Linked DNA regions of Pan troglodytes: region 1 is linked to region 2. A link is a contact called in public HiChIP or PLAC-seq data. All regions are on one chromosome and are shown on one strand. The core of a region is the stretch at or near the end of the contact, and the rest is flanking DNA. Distances in the headings are between cores, read along the strand shown. Region 1 holds the start of SLC18B1 (solute carrier family 18 member B1). Region 2 holds the start of STX7 (syntaxin 7).

Evidence for each region. HiChIP or PLAC-seq counts read pairs in DNA pulled down with a chosen protein or histone mark.
Region 1: an H3K4me3 HiChIP or PLAC-seq map of stem cell-derived excitatory neurons shows a contact between it and region 2, with 4 times the contacts expected there. The contact joins the promoter of SLC18B1 here to the promoter of STX7 in region 2.

What each region holds. Positions count from the first base shown.
Region 1 is chr5:144,674,646-144,677,345 of NHGRI_mPanTro3-v2.0_pri, reverse strand. It overlaps SLC18B1 (solute carrier family 18 member B1), which reads left to right and starts at 1,255. Exons shown (of 14, transcript XR_681018.3): 1 at 1,255-1,502.
Region 2 is chr5:144,389,135-144,391,916 of NHGRI_mPanTro3-v2.0_pri, reverse strand. STX7 (syntaxin 7) reads left to right here and starts at 1,490. Exons shown (of 10, transcript XM_518745.8): 1 at 1,490-1,625.

The sequences.
Region 1 (2,700 bases), core at 6-2,505, 290 kb before region 2:
GGATGGGGCTCATTCCTTTTTAAATTCATAATGCCTGGCACAAAGTGGTAACTCAGTCTTTTGTTTTGCTTTGGCTTCAAAACAAGAATTTCCCAGTCCTTAAACTTTATTTATTTATTTGAGACAGAGTTTCGCTTTTTCACCCAGGCTGGAATGAGGTGGCACAGTAATTACAAACTTACTATCAGCCATCCTGTGTATTTGAACTGACCTTGTACAGTGGATCTGAGGCAGATTCTCAGTCGATAAAGCTACCCTCACACAATTCTTTTGGATCTTGGCTCACTGTAACCTCCGCCTCCCAGGTTCAAACGATTCTCCTGCCTCAGCCTCCCTAGTAGCTGGGATTACAGGTGCCTGCCACCACGCCCGGCTAATTTTTTTGTATTTTTATAGTAGAGACAGGGTTTCACCATGTTGGCCAGGCTGGTCTAGAACTCCTGACCTCAGGTGAGCTGCCCACCTCGGCCTCCCAAACTGCTGGGATTACAGGCATGAGCCACCGTGCCCAGCCAGTCCTCGAGCTTTAACACTTCCCAAATAGTAAATACGGTGAAAATAAGTGAAACCTATTTTTTATGCAAGAAAACTGTGAGTGTGAGAGTAAGGTAGCAGCCATCATGTTCATGTGCTAGCTACTAACACACTTTATCGCCAATGCTCACAGCCGCCCTACGAGATAAACATTATAATCTCAGTTGTACAGGTAGAGAAACTGACCTTGTCATCCAAAGTTACACACAACCAGCAAGTGCCCTGGCTTGAATCCCTGGCACCTGCCTCCAGAGGTCGCACTCCTAGCCACTTCACCATGCTTCCTCGATATTTATTAGTATTCTTGCAAATATTTTTCGACTCCAGGTGCTTCACATAGGTTAATTCATTTCCGGTTCAATAGTGTCTGGCTTCAGTAATTACGAACACTACCGCATTTACCCACTGTGAAAAATAATTCACTCTTTCAAAGTTCCTGTATAACCTAATTTTCTAATTCACTTTTGTGTCTTTCAGTTGAGGTACTCCCTACCTTTTCTGTGTCTACATAAGCTTCCTTTCTTTCGTTTCGTAGGAATAAACTGAACTTATTTTAAGATCGAGGGGGGTACAGCTGTATGGAATATAGACTCATCTTTTTTCACTCTCTGTCACAGAATGAAAAAGGACACCATGATATAGCAGCTGAGGTGGTGGATTAAGATAATGGGGGGGGCAAAAAAAAAAAAAAAAAAGGAGCCTTGCTCCACCCCTGCCCCGCCCCCGGCCGCCTCCCCGGGACTCAGAGTCCTGGAAGGCTTTGCGGAGCTCCGGGCCGGGAGGATCGCTGCCCGCAGGGAGTCGGGGATGCCAGGTTCCAGCTGAGCAGCGGCCGCCCGCCAGAGTGCCAGTGGCTCCTTGGAGATCGAGTCCAAGGACGTGGCTTGAAGCCGGGAGCTGGGGCGCCGGAGTCCACGCACCGGGGATGGAGGCGCTGGGTGACCTGGAGGGACCACGCGCACCAGGAGGTGACCATGAATTGCGTGGCCGGGAGCCCGGAGACCAGCGGCGGCTTCCGGCGTGTCTCTTTAGCAACGATTGAATTGCTTATAGCTTGATCTGTTTCCGAGAGACTGGAAAAGGCTGGGGCCTGATCGTGGGGTTCGGGCCAGCGTTTCTTTTCTCTCTGGACGGGGTAGAGTTCCAGGATTGGATATGTGTCACGGTTTCTAATGACTTTCTAACCTATACCTCTGCTTTTAAGTACTGTGTGTTTAATGCATTCAAATAAGTATGCCATTAGGCAAATGTAAAACGTTACCTTTCAAGTACCCATTGTTGTTGCCTTTCTTTTTAACTTTCATTTCCCTTTCTTATCTACTACAAACATTTTACAAAGATTCCTAAGACTTCCTCATGTTGCACTGATTTTTTTTTCCCTTCTGGACTGCAATGGCAACCTCTGACAAATAGAGCAAAGCAAATGTGTTTTTCTTAAGTTTTTCCTAAAAACAATTTAATTTATAAATGGCTGATGGATTTGCTTGGATATTTGGAACTCAGTAATTGATTTCGTGTTTTTAAATGACAATTTAGCCCTGGAAATAAGTGTTAAATTAACTGATGTAAAAGACCAGTAATTAGGGTAAAAAAAAAAAGTATTTATGAATTTGTGGGACTTGTCTATCCAGAAGCGTACCGTTGTAAATATTAATTCACCAGCTGAATGATTTAGCTTGTTTTCTCCTACTTACACTTCATTTGACTTCAATACTGCCTTAGAAATCTTTTTTGTTTGTTTTTTGTTTTTGTTTGTTTGTTTTGTTTTGCTTTTTTGAGACGGAGTCTCTCTCTGTAGCCCAGGCTGGAGTGCAACGGTGCGATCTCGGCTCACTGCAAGCTCCGCCTCCCGGGTTCAGGCCATTCTCCTGCCTCAGCCTCCCGAGTAGCTGGGATACAGGCGCCCGCCACCACGCCCGGCTAATTTTTTGTATTTTTAGTAGAGACGGGGTTTCACCGTGTTAGCCAGGATGGTCTCGATCTCCTGACCTCGTGATCCGCCTGCCTCGGCCTCCCAAAGTGCTGGGATTACAGGCGTGAGCCACCGCGCCCAGCCGAAAGCAGTACGTTTTCAAAACGGCAGTAATGTACAAGGATTGTGTTCCATTTGATCAAATGTGCTATATTCAAAATAGCCCTAAGCTCAGCAAATGATATCTTCAGAGT
Region 2 (2,782 bases), core at 241-2,740:
CACATGGAAATGATTTATTTTGGGAGATGTGACATTATCACTCATCAAATTAGGAGACTTTTAAAGCCCTACCAGTTTCAAGACACCTGGCTGAATTTAACTTGGTAGCAGCCAGATTCGCAGATGGAATACCATGTCAGGAACTCTTAGTAATTCATTTATCTTAATACTTCTAAATTTTGCAAGTTTGTCTAGACTATACTTCTTTTTTTTCCCATTTGAATACCAAAGGATGAAATCTTATTCTAAGTTTTCAAAAGACCTGGAAGGAATCCACTCATAACATATTTTAAAACAAGGAATTGGAATGAGCCCAGGATGAGGGCTCAGACAGCTAAGTTTTGGTCCCAGCATAGTCAGTAACTATCAGGGCAACTTGAAGAGGCCACTTAATCTCAGGTTCTTCTGTAGTGCATTGTACCTTCCCTCCCCAGAGTCCAGAGTTCTATCAAAGGTAATATGAATGGGTATTTGGAAAGTGCACTAAACCTCACACGGATGTAAGATCCTTTCATGAGTTCCTTCAATGATTGAAATGTTTCTTCCTACGTTCACCAGCCACTTCCTAATTCTCAAGTACAATGCACTACTTTCAGTTCTTTATTTACTTGAACTTTGTGTAACAGGTGACATCATGGACAATTCCCTCTTTTTTTCCTTCATTCTCTAGTTTACCTTTTCCTGGTTTATTTCCTATCTTGTGGGTTACTCGTTTTCAGGGTTATTCTTTCTCTGTCCATCTCTCTTAAGCAGATAACATTCCACACTTAGTGTCGGTGAGTTCCAATCAGAATTCTATCCTGGGTTTTGTTTTTTTCCACCTAAGTGCGTCTGGACTTTTGATATCACCTATCCGGGTAATCATTTTAGAAAATAGTGTTGCCTTAATATAGGCAAAGGCTAAGCCGATCTATCTTCTAATTAATTTGGAGAGGGCTTTCTTTCATTTGTAGCAATTGATGCTTTTCATCTAACAATTACAATATATTTGCATATTTATCATTGGAACTGTCTCTGCTTGTTTTAAACCCTGTGAAAACTACGCCCTGCTTTTCAGGAATGCTTAGAATGACTTGTATGTACTAGGAAAACTTGTTTACTAAGTGAGCACCCAGAGATGACTCTTCACTTATTCCTTCATTGTTCTTGCTAGGATTGTGTGCTCGCCTTTGCATTTTTCGATAGAGCTGTGAACGCGATCTACTGCAATTAAAGGTTAGCAAACAAGACAGGCAAGAGCTAATGGGGCGGGGTGAAGACTCGCGTGCAAGAAGGCTGGCTTCACCAGATAAAGAAGACAACTGTCCTCCATTCTGTCCTTTTTTGCACGTAGGCTAAGAGGCGTTCACCATCTCTACGTCAGGCTTCAAAGAACAGCTCCCTTGCAATTTTGCTGATACCCCCATTCCTTAGCTTGGAACCGGAGGGGCGGTGAGGGCCGCTGTCACTCAGCCCCGCGGGCCAATAGAAAAGGGGTGAACCCCGCCTTCTTCCTGAGTTGTGCTGCGGGCATGCGCACTGGGCGTCCCCACGCCACCGCCCATCAGCTGAGAATTGCAGCTGAGGGCTCCGGGGTAGGTGGGTGACGGCGGTCGGAGGTGTAGGAGGGAGCCGTGGAGGTCCAGGTAAGAGGACCCTGGGGAGGGGGGCTCCCTGGCCGGGCGACAGGGAGGCGCGGTGCCCCTGCGGCTGCTGCGCCTTCTTGTTTGTGCGCGTGGTCAGGTGGCCGCCGCCCTGCGCTCTGCAGCAGGCACTCGGGAGGCTGGGAAGGGCGGGACTGCCCCAGCTCCCGGAGCGCCTGCGGCTCCCCACGCCCCCCGGCCGGGTGCAAGGGCGCGGCGCGTTCCGCATTCCGGGTGCGCGCGGCTGTGGTCAGGTGGGCCTACCCAGCCACGCACCCGCCGCGGTCCCCTGGGCAGAGCTCCGGAGGCGCACGGCTGGCGGAGCGCACCCCGGGGAGGGCGCCAGAGCCGGCTGGGGCCCAGCTCAGGAATCCAGACACGACCAAATGACCTCTTCCTCTTTTCAACTCACGGATTGAAAAACACATTAAACTTCCCGAATATAGAGGAACTGAAAAATGTATGGCTGTAGCAGGCGAACCGTGTATGTTTGTTTATTCAGAGGCGCGTAGTATTGTTTTTTTAATTTGGCTTGATGACTTTAACATACTTTGACATTCTTTTAGTATACACCTTTAATTAATTTACATAAAAACCTTTAAACATACATAAAATATTTCTAGTATTTCCTCCACCTTGTTTTCTAGTTAGTTTCTTTAAATTCAGACAAAGAAAAAAAGTTGCATTTCTGATCAAATGCTGTGTGTTTTTTCCCACAAATTTCTTACATTTGTTTGGCTCTTATCTGTATACGTTAATTTTTGTTTACCTCAGATCGTTGTATTCTGACTATAATTATATATAATATATAAAACTTGCCCAGAATCTGGAAGAAAAGAAAGTAATTATGAAATGCTGTGCTATTTAACAATGTTGGAAGTGGACATTTCTTCTGCAGGTTCTCTGAGCACACCTGGGCAGAGGCTGATAACGGTGTTTTAAACTGTGTTTTGTGTTGTGGACAGGCCTTATAGGCTACTTTGAGAAGTTGGCCTCAGACTCGTGACTAGTTAAGAATTATGCTCTTAACTTCACAGTTTCTGTAGAGGTTAATATGATACCATATTAACTCATTAACATCATAATTTTTCCTCAGATATGTTACTTATGTTGCTCTTGATAACAAAATCAATCCTCATTTTGATTATGACCCCAAACTT